Regions from separate parts of the Gossypium hirsutum genome. Here region 1 is linked to region 2. A link is a contact called in public Hi-C data. All regions are on one chromosome and are shown on one strand. Each heading gives the region's core, a stretch centred on a gene start, on an enhancer-like site or on the middle of the called end of the contact. The rest is flanking DNA. Distances are from core to core; before and after follow the strand shown.

Region 1 (6,164 bases), core at 3,125-5,624, 100 kb before region 2:
CTTCTTTTTTTATTCTGGAACATGAACAAAACAAGTGCAACCAAATACTTTAAAATGTGAAACAAAAGGTTTAAAACCATACCAGGCCTCAAATGATGTCTTCCCTTCAACCGCTTTAATAAGTAGTCTATTTAGCAGGTAAATAGCAGTATTTACTGCTTCTACTCAGAAATCATTTGGCAGTTTACCTTCAAATAGTAAACAGTAAGCCATGTTCATCACAGTTCTATTTTTTTTCACTTACACCATTCTGTTGTGGAGTGTACACATTGCTCTGTTGATGATGGACACTAGTTTCTTTACAGAATTTTTCAAACTTTTCTGAGGTGTATTTTGCCCCATTTTCTGATCTTACCATTTTGAGCTTGTAATCACTTTGGTTTTCAACCATGGCTTTAAACTTAAAGAAGATTTCAGCCACCTCGGACTTGATCTTCATGAAGTACACCCAACAGAACCTTGTATTGTCATCTATAAATAACGCAAAGTACCTACTTCCATTGGCGACTTTGTTTTCATGGGTCCGCAAATGTTAGTATGTACTAAGTGTAATTTTTCAGTAGCTCGCCATGCTGTGTTCGCAGGAAATGGAGATCTCACCTATTTTCCAAGTTGGCATACCTTACATACATCATCATGATTAGCCATATTTGATAAATTTTCAACCAAATTAATCTTGGACATTTAAGGATTTGAAGTCAACATGTCCCATTCTTTTTTCCACAATTTTGTTTCATCCAGTGAGTTGGTATATGCTACTGAAGTTGCTAAGTTCCAATTGATAGCAAAACTTTTGTCTGTTATCTTTGTTGATATGAGCTCGCAACCACTTAGATTAAGAATTAAACATTTGTTGTCCTTGAATACAACAAAATAGTTTTTCTCGAGCAGTTGACCTATACTTAGCAAATTTTGGTCTATGTCAGGAACTAAAAGAATATTTGTGACAAGTTTAGTACCTGATGGAGTTTTGATCGAAACATCTCCCTTTCCAACTGCTTCAGTATACTAGTCATTTTCAACTTTCACCTTAGAGTGGAACCTTTTGTCAACATTCTTGAAGATGCTCGAATCTGCTGTCATAAAACTCGTACAACCAGTATCTACTAGCCAATTATTTCTTACTCTGCTGGAGAGTTCGCAAGGTGTGGCGAGCTGGGCTTCGCAAGAAATTGTGAACATCAGTCCTTTTACTTCTGCTGTCTGTGCCTCAGCATTTTGTTGTTGAGTATGCCCTTTTTTTTACATACTTTCTCTATATGGTCAAATTGTTTACAATTTTTGCATTGAGTGTTAGGCCTGAACCAGTAAAACTTCTCAGGATGCCCCAACTTTTTGCAGTGTGAGCATGGTGGATATTTTTTCTTTCCACCTTCTTTCTTTGATTTCTCCTTCTTATCTAACCAGCTCTTTTTATCTTTTTGACTTAAGGAGCTCACATCTCTATTTTTGGCTTGAAAAGCTCCTTCATCATGTCCTTCTTCTCTGCTTGCCCTTCTTTGTTTTATAGCATTTAGGGCATTGGTTGCCTCTGAGAGTAAGATCGTTGATAGATCCCTTGAATCTTGTAGTGAGGATATATTTGATACGTATCTCTCAGAAAGTGTGATAATCACCTTCTCAACTATTCGAAAATTGAATACCTACTAGTCTTATCTGGTTCACCACTACCATGATTCGATCCGCATATTGCTTCACAGTATCAGCTTCCTTCATCTTGAGGTTTTCAAAATTTCGTCTGAGATTGATCATCTGCTGCTGCTTTATCTTCTGTGATCCTTGGAACTCCTCCTTGAACTTATCACGTCTGAAACACAGTTTTATAGGCAAGACATCGCCTTGTGTTTTTTGGCACATTCCTCACTGTGTTGTTTCATTTGAGCAAGTCTGAGATTTGGCCTCAACACTGGTGGTTTTATTTCAGCATTTGCGACTTCCCAAAGATCAAAGGCTTGAAGATAGGTTTTCATTTTTACTACCCAGATGTGATAGTTTTCTCCTGTAAATATAAGGGGGTGGTGGTGGTGTAAAGTTTGCTGAAGACATTTTTATGAAAATAAGCCCTCAAAGATAAGTGATTCTTGATACCAATTGTTGGATATTTGATGAAGGAAAGATTGGAACAGAGGCAAAAAGAATAATTTCTTTTTAAGAAGAATCAACTTGTTAGCTATTGTTTTATTATAAACTGATTGCAATGTTTACAGGAATAAGAAAGCTTAAATAAGCTAAAAAATAATAATACAATAATTACAACTTAGCTTAATCTAGTGACTAGATTCATATAAACTTCTTTTTCATGGTTGATTTCAGTCTAATCAACTGCCACAATGTCTAATCAAAAAGTTATTATTGTTTCAGTGCAAGCTAGTAACTTGCCGTGTGAAGAGCTCGCAGGTAAGCTCTCAAGTTGGGTGAGCTCGCATTTTTTAGTGAGCTCACAATTCGCAGTTTGCATGGATGGTCATTTTGCAACAAACCACAAGTTAACTGAGTAATTTTTTTTACTGACTTAGCATAAATTCATGATATGAGATAGAAACAAAGATTTGCAGGCATGCCACCCGCACACACACATGAAAATAAATCAAAGAACAGGATACTGAAACATACAGTCATTACTCCAGTTGCAGCACTAACACCAGCTTCTCCAAATATTTCAGTTGCAGCATCTGTGACTAAAGCGGTTGCTCCAATATTGGACGCACTGAGTACATAAACACAATCTACAATAAGAAATGCTTTGAAGCTTAAGCTGAAAAGAAATGGAAGCGGAAAATATCAAGGTGATGGTAAGGAAAGAGGAGTACGTGGTGCCTATAAGAATGGTAGTGAGAAACCGAGTTACATCACTACGAAGCATTTTGAACACACCATCTTCGGACTCTTTTTCCGCCAGCTCACGTATCTGAGACAGATTAACATCAGATTATCAATGGATGATAGATTTCTTAAAGGCTTGATGACCTGACAAACTAGAAACAACCAGTATACAAAGAAGAAAACTTGCATCAGATATTTTCTACTTCAGCCCTCTCTAACTAAAAAATTAAAGTGCAATCTATTTTTCAAAATATTTATCTGATGCCCTTATGTTGTTCCTATGGATTATAAAAAAAAAGTTGCTTGTCTTTGTTCTCTCTCCGCCTCTCCTTTCTTCTCCCTTTACACTCCGAATGTTTTCCTGTATTCTATCTTGAAGAGATGAATATCACTAAAGAAGCTCAATTCACCATAATAATACGATATGGAATTTATATGGAAAGCTGACATAGCAAATCAAAAATTGATTTATATCAACTTGAGCCAAATTCAAAAAGTCACCAAAGAAAATCAAACAACAATCAGGAAAGGGAAAATATTCAAAAGATAGCAGTAAAATTGACTGAAGCATCTAGATTCTTTCCAACTTGCAACAATCTGAAACCGCATTACTCACCAGAAATATGCATTCAATAAGTATAAAGCTATTAAATCCAGGGTCAAAGAAATAAATACCTTCCAGGGCCATAATGTAGTTATAGCAGTCTCAGCCATTGAGAAGAAGGCAGACAGACCTAAAAGCAGTGTCAAAACCACACCTTGCTCCTTGAATACTTTCAGAATCATAGATGCCTTAGGCCAAGCATTTCTCAACAGCAACATGGACTTCCCAATCACCACATAACCAGCATTAACCACTTCTTCTACAGCAAACACCCTTTTGCATCCAAGGATTAAAATACCACAAACCATTGCCCCCAAAATTCCCTTTCTCAGCCAACTCAACTTCTGTTCATTTTCTTCACTTGACAACCCCAAATGTGTTTGATCTCCAGAAGAACCGGTTTTTGGCAATCCAAAGGACTTGAAAACTCGGGGATTGGGAAAGCTGGAGAATTGAGGAGTTGGGCAATTCTTTATTTTGGATAAAAACTTTGATGGGAACTTCAAATTTCGATTAAAAAACTTGAAAGGTGAGGACTTTGTTGAAGAAATAAAACTGGGTTGGCTCAGAAAAAAAGATTCAAGTGCCATTTCCATCAATAAGAATAAGATAATATTCTAAACCAAAAAAGGATCAAATTTTGTTTAAACAAAGAATGGAAGTAGAAAGAAAAAGAAAGGGACTCTCAGGTGTTCTATTGGGATGAAGAGGATTCCCATGGAAGGGTGGGCCCTTCATCACTCTAAGAAGGGGTCTTTCAGAGAAGGCTTGGTTTTGGTGAAAGGGAAGATTTTGCTTGCAGTAAGTGCAGGAGTGAAGCAAAATCACAAAACTTACCCCCCCCCAAAAAAAAAAAATCCCCATTGATTTTACAATTACAACTCTCTCCCTATACTAACCGAAGTTTAGTTACCAGTCTCTGCTTTCTATCTACTTCAGAAAATATGTGGTAGAAAACCATACATGGCTTGAATTTGGCAATATCCAGAACTCCAATCCAATTAAATTAAACCATGAATAGAATATGAAAATGACATTAATTTTAATATGAACAACTGAGAATATAAAACAGTTGTACTAATGGATAATGGTGAGTCAAAGAAGCAAGTGCCAAGTAACCAAAACTAGAATTTGTAACTATGCATAAAGTTTTTCAACATAGTTCAAGAGTAAGCCAAGTTGGCAACTTGATATGTTCTTCCTCAAGCATTTTGGACTGTTTTTAAATTTTGGATAGCTCAAACATCGGCGGCAAGACATCAATTTTGGATGCCTGGTAACCAGTCCAGTGCACTAGGAAGAAGTAAGTTTGTCAAAGGAAAGCATCCTAAAGATTCATTTCCAAATTGGAATTTGGTTATTCACCACCTGTGAGATCGTTGCTAAACATCCATGATAATTGGTGAATTCCTAGGTTCAAATTTATGTTGCAGCATGTAGAGGATATTCTAAGGTTCCAACTTAGGGGGGAAATTGATTAATAGGATAGGATTGATACTGTTAATTTTCAACTTTGTAGGGACTGGGATCGTATAATGTTTGGGGTAGTTATTCATCTGTTCATTTGTTTTGGTTGGTTTTTTTATGTACTTTGTAGCTGAATTATGCTTCTTTTTGGATGATAAAATTCATCACTTGTCCAAACAAACAACAACAAAAAATAATAAAAAAATAAGGAATCTTACTTGATGCAGTCGGAAAGGACCCTGAATATTTTTATATCTCGGGGTGAAGCTAAGATTTTGATTGAGTGAGATTTTTCTTTAAATAAAGAATCATCTAAAATAAGATACCTTTTTGTCTTTTTTTATGCATTATCTGGGAAGGAAACTTTTACACCCATGCATGCTTTTGACTTCGTAGAAGGAGATCTTGCTTTAAACAAGAGAATATGTAGATCACAGATTTGGAGAAAGAAATGTGAATCCGCATAAAACTTATAATTGGGAAAATAATTCTGTTATTTTAATAAACTATTAATCCCTTATCCTAATAAACTACTAAAAGATAAAATAAAATATTTCTAAAATATTAATAAAACTTATCTAACTAAATAAGATTTGTCTACCTAAATAAATTTAAAATATATATATATTTAAACAGCTTTTATAAATGAAAAGAGATTATACAACATTATTAGATTCCTAACACTTTTAACTTCGTTCCATGAAACTCTGTCTTTGACAACGTACAAGACTCAATGCTTTATTATTTTCTACAACTGTTTATGGAAGCAAAAAAGAAAGGATTGTTTTGTACAAAACATCCTGCGTTGCTTTCGCCCTAATGAGCACTTGGACTCTTCTACATGAAGATGTAAAATTAACACCTGATTTTTTCCACCATCTAGACCAGTCAACTTCATTTTGATCTTATACTGTACTCCGCTACAAGCTGTGCAAAAGATGATGACTTGTTCTCTAGCAATCTAGCCAGGGAATCGTATTCTTCAATAACTCCTGCAACAATTCTACAAGTTTTAAATGGAGTGCAACTTCAAAGAGTGTTGCAAGCAAATCATAATTTACTGCAATACTAACCCTGACTTAGAAGTAGAACCATATCACTATCAACAACCGAAGTTATTCGGTGGGCAATTGTTATGACCGTACAGTCACAGAAGTGCTCCCTTAAGGTTGTCTGGATCAGATTATCAGTAGCTGTATCAACCGATGCCGTTGCTTCATCAAGTACTAAGATCTTACTTTTCTTGAGCAGTACACGCCCGAGGCAAACC
Region 2 (5,602 bases), core at 1,770-4,269:
ATATATATAAAAACAAATCAAAATAATAATATAATAATATTAACAAAAGATAATATCCAACTAATAAATTAGATTTTGATATCTTATCATATTTCACCTAGAGTTTAAAAAAAAAATTCCTACTTTACATATATAGGGATTCAAATACAAGAGCAAATGATAAGTTAACACGTTACCACTGAACCACTAGACTCATTATTGTCATCAATTGAGAAAAAATAATACTTAAGCTGCAAGCTCGAAGATAGAAGTTTGGATAAAAATTAACCAAATTCGTGAAATAAGATTTGAACTCAGAACCTTACACATAAACTCAACATTTAATCATTGAACCAAATTAATTCACTTTAATATAATTCACAATTTAATTTCTTCTAACTTAGTTTTCAAGATGTGACAGAAACTTACATAACGTCTATTGCAACCTTTAAGATAACTAACTCACAAAATGAGAATTCCGAATTCCTTGATTATCACCTAACAACACAAATTTCACGAGGTTAACCTAAGCTTAAAGAAGAAACAATCAACCTATAAACACAACCCTTAAAAAGAACAAATTCTATAAAAACACTTACCCTTCAATACCCGAAAATTTAAATTAAACCACCACCAACACACAAGAAACAATTAAATCAAAGGAACAAAACCCAAAAGCCGAATGAAACAATGGCAAAGATAAAAGAAAAAGAAGAAAAGGACGAAACAGAATATGGAAGTTCATTTTTTTTTCCTTACTGGAAGGGCCGAAATTTAGAAACAAATGGAAAAAAAAATCAAAAGTGGGGGAAACGAAATCTTTTTATTATTACTTTTAGATAAAATCAAAATAAAATAAAAACAAAATATACATAAAATCCACTACTATCACAACTCTCCACTAACCTTTTATTAATCAACAGATTTTCTATCTTCTTTTTTTTTTAAAAGAAATTTTTCTAAAAGAAATTTGGAGGGTTACATCAACATTTTAATATCGTTTTGAAAATTTATTTTTATTATATTTAAATTGTTAAATAATTTAATATATTTTTATTATATTTAATAATTAAAATAATTAATTAAAATTAATTAAAATAATTAAAATATATTATTTAAAAATTAATTAAAAATCAGATACGTAAAATCACATGTAACACATGTACCACTAGAAACTAGTAATATAAAAGTACAAATTTATAGAAACTTTTGAATCGACAAGAATACTCTTTATTGTTGATCATATTATTGTATTGACATTGAAAAAAATTATTTTTATAATATAATTTGTATTCATTTGAATTATACGATTGATTATTTTAATGAATTTATTATTATATATTATTTTAAAATAATTATCATTTAATTAGTGTTACAATTATATATCGTTATGATTTTTTCGAGTATTACTAGATATTATTTTAAATTAATTATTATTAGTTAGTGTTATGGTTATTTATCAATTAAAATTAAGATTTATTATTATAAGTAGCATTCAATAATATCATATCAATAATATTTTTATATTAATTAAATAATTACTAGATATTATTTGAAAGTAGTTATCATTTAATTTTTGTTGCAATTATATATAATTAAAACTAAGATATTTTTTTTAATAATCTCAAAAGCAAACTTTTGCAAATTTGTTTATGCAAAAAATAGTTGAAATATGCTCTCAAGTTCCCAACTTTCCGGTAATGATGGGGAGGGAGATCCTCATCCCGACGGTGGTCGTAACACAAAAAAAGTGAGATTTAAAGATTCTGTGGTTGAAGAAGACATCTCTATGGCTGTGGATCCTGAACCACAACAGATTATTTCATGGAAAGACAAACTTCTGGGGAATCATGTTGATGCGCCTACTTCAGATCGTGTCATGACGACTGAGGGGAATGACAATGATTTCGAATTATTGGAAGGAGATGTTAATACTTCCATCATTGATGGGATTCCTGCTATTGAATTTTTGAGCCGGATCAAGGAGATCTTTTTCAAAGAAATGGAACTGATGGTTATCGTCAAACTTTTAGGGAGAAACATTGGATACAATGCTCTTTATAATCGTATTCTTTTTCTTTGGAAACCAATTCATTCTATTCGTTTAATGGATATCGCTAACGGGTACTTTTTGGTGAAATTTCAAGATACAGGTGATTATAACAAGGCATTGTCTCAGGGTCCATGGACAGTTTACGGCTAGTATCTGACCGTGCAACCCTGGTCTAGATATTTCAATCCTTTGCAACCTTAACCGAGTGTAGTCTTGACTTGGATTCGCCTGCCAAATCTACCGGGACATCTGGATAAAAGGAAGATTATTGAGGTAATTGGGGGCCTCATTGGGAAAGTCGTCAAGCTGGATACTCAGACGGACAACCAAATCAGGGGGCGATATGCAAGATTAGCCGTCTACATTAACCTGGATAGACCATTGACCTCACAAGTTTTAATTGCCAGCCTTATTCAACGAGTTGAATATGAGGCTTTACTGACCGTTTGTTTTGAGTGTGGCAAATATGGTCATGTCAAAGAAATGTGTACCTCAGTTGTGTTGAATCAGAACTCCTCAGATGTGGAAAAATTAACGGAGGCTTCTCAGGATATGCCGATGGTTAGGGAGGGATCTCTTCCGTATGAGAGCTCGAATGGAGGAAATTCCGGTTCAGATGGCAAAGTGAAAGGGCCAGATTTTGAGCCATGGATGGTGGTGGAGAGGAGACCTTCACAGTGAGAAAAGCGTGAGTCTAACAAGGAAAATCCGGTGACTTATGAAAAGAAGGAAACTGGATCTAGGTTTTCGGCGCTTTTAGGGGAGGAAGACTTGGGGGTTGATTTGGCGCTGGTGAATGGAGGGTTTTTAAAAAGTGGAAAAGGGGATAAAGTGGCTGATAGGACAATAAATAGGAATGTTAGAGATTTTAATAGGGCTGGTAATTCGATGGAGAAATCAGGCCAAAGTTTGAACAAGGGGATGGGCCTTTCTAAAAGGTCTAATCTAAGTAGAAATTCAGCCAATAAGGAAAAGGAGTCACTAGGCCAAAATTCTAAAACTTATCTTGACAAAAGCTTAGGGAAAAGGCCTATGGGGCTGAATGGGGCAGTGGGAAATAATGGGGGGACCTATTATTAATTCTACCAATTCTAACTCAACTATCTCTATTTCGACAGGCCAGTAGAAGGTTAATCCAAAATCAATTTATTTGGATGGTGCTTCTAACCAAGGATCTCTGGAGGTTACAACCCAAGGAAATAACGAAGCTGAAATTTTAGAAAAAATAAAACTGCACTATAATCCTGTTTTTGATGAATCTGAGGGATTTATTGTTCCTATTTCAGACAATACCCTCGACCCAGGTAAGCACTCTGCTGTTAGTTTTAATAAATTTTTAACTCAATAGGATAATTCGGATTCGAGGACGATAGAGATTTTGGATTCAAACCTGGAGCCGAATTCAAATGTTTCCAAAAATCGAAGAGGCAAGGGGAATAACAAGGGGAATCGAAGCACTCGAAGAACTTATTTTGCTCTACGAGGTCGAGAGAACCTCTTTAACTCTTCTGGAAGCTTGCGTGTTCCCTTAGCTGAAACTATGGAGTCTATGGCAGAATTATTATCATCTCAAATTTTTAATGAGGCATCGAATGCTGAGGCTAATGGTACAGGGACCATGTCAGATAATAACACCGGCCTTGAATGATAAGGCATGTTTCCCTAATCTTTCCTAATTTTTTTCTAATGAATATATCTATCTTTTCATAGAATTGTCAGGGTTGTGCAAATGTTAAATTCCCCCACATTTTTCGGGAATATAACACGGAGTATAAACCGGATATTATAAGCTTGCTTGAACCAAGAGTTAGTGGAACCAAGGCTGGCAGTATAATTGCCAAGTTGGGGTTTTAGTATTCCCACCACGCGGAAGCAATTGGCTACTCAGGGGGCATTTGGATAGGATGAAAGGATTCTATCCGTCTTGAAGTGATCCACAGTCACCCGTAATTTATTCTATCTCGGGTTTGGTCCTTATCCTTGCCATTTCCTATTTTCATCGCTTTTGTTTATGGCAGTCCCAATAGACAAAGGCGTCAATTTCTCTGGAGCGAGTTAAGAAAGTCCATTCCTTTAGGTCAGAGCCCTTGGATTGCTGTCGGAGATTTCAACGCAATTCTCTCCACTTCTGAGAAATCTGGGAGTCTATCTAGGGGTAAGAGATGCCCTCATTTTGGTAATTTTGTTGATTTAGCTGAGCTTTATGACTTGGGCTTCAGGGGGCCTCCTTTCACCTAACATAGGGGAGCTTTGTTTGAAAGGCTTGACCGTGCTTTGGCTAATGAAATCTGGCTTCAAAATTTTCCTAACTGTATGGTGACACATCTTCCTAAGATTAAGTCAAATCACCATCCCCTCCTCATTTCTTTGAATCCGAATATTTCCCTCCCTAGGGGAAGGCCCTTTAGGTTTTTGATTGGTTGGATTGAGCATCCAGATTTTGATAGCTTTTTAAAAGAAAAATGGGATTATTCTGGTAATATGTCTGAATCTCTTGGAAAGATCACCTTAGATCTTAAGGATTGGAATAGACATGTTTATGGTAAACTCTTTGCTAGGAAGAAAGATCTTTTCAAAAGGATTGCTAATATTTAGAAGCTAAGAGATTTCTCTAGATCTCATCATCTTGATCAAGTGGATTTGTATCTCTGACAAGAACTCGAGGGTGTTTTGCATCATGAAGAACTTCTGTGGAAGTAAAAAGCGAGATGTGATTGGCTAAAATTTGGAGACCGAAATACGAAATTTTTTTGTACCTGTACTTTGATAAGGAGGAAAAACAATCGTATTACTACTATTCGAAACTCTTATGGTAATTGGATTTATGAATCTGAGGATATTAAAGATGAAGCTAACAAGTTTTTTCAAAAACTGTATAGAGATATTCCTGCACCTATGGGAAATTTGCCTTAGAGCGGTTTTCCTCAACTTGATCCAGCTGGTATCAATTTTTTGGAAAGGCTAGTGACAAATGAGGAGATTAAGAAGGCTATGCTTGATATGGCTCTGTTGAAAGCCCAAAGCAGCGATGGTTTTCATGTGTTGTTTTTCCAGAAGTAGTAGGACATTTTAGGAGAGTGGTTTGTGATTGGGTTCGGAAGGTTTTTGATGGAAATCCTATTGATTCTGATCTAAATAATACTCTTATTGTTCTTATTCCAAAGATTCAGAATCCAAAAAATTTTAGTCATTTTCGGTCTATTAGCTGTGTTCTGTTCTCTATAAGTTAACGATGAAGGTTATCGCGAATCGATTCAAGCTTATTTTCCCTAAAATCATTGCTCCAGAACAAGCTAGTTTTATTGCTGGAAGGAACATTAATGAGAATATTATTATTCTCAAGAGGTGATCCATAACATGAGGAGTCAAAAGAATCGTAAATGGATGGCTATTAAAATTAACTTGGAAAAGGCTTATGACGAGTCAAATGAGAATTCATTGAAGCTTCCCTTTGAGCGGCAGGTATCCCTGATTATCTTATCAATGTTATTATGCCTTGTATCTCTAATGCTTCTATTCAGGTCATGTGGAATGGTGTTCCTTTATCTAAATTCAGACTCGTAAGAGGAA

What was found. Hi-C and Micro-C count contacts between places; a contact is called where the count stands out from the background.
Region 1: a contact with region 2 is called in a Hi-C map of leaf, with 1.6 times the contacts expected there. The contact joins two enhancer-like sites. A contact is called at or near these places in 2 of 34 Hi-C or Micro-C datasets (both in leaf).

Annotation. Positions count from the first base shown.
Region 1 is chrA13:93,494,476-93,500,639 of Gossypium_hirsutum_v2.1, reverse strand. It overlaps the pseudogene LOC107898599 and the pseudogene LOC107898597. Among protein-coding and RNA genes, the nearest start is that of LOC107898051, 21 kb to the left of the region's middle. Within about 2 kb of position 4,374, at least 6 of the 9 cell types and tissues checked have an H3K27ac peak or open chromatin away from gene starts, as enhancers often do. A contact at or near this core is called in leaf, where this site is marked.
Region 2 is chrA13:93,394,013-93,399,614 of Gossypium_hirsutum_v2.1, reverse strand. No RefSeq gene overlaps it. Among protein-coding and RNA genes, the nearest start is that of LOC121212474, 23 kb to the left of the region's middle. Within about 2 kb of position 3,019, at least 9 of the 9 cell types and tissues checked have an H3K27ac peak or open chromatin away from gene starts, as enhancers often do. A contact at or near this core is called in leaf, where this site is marked.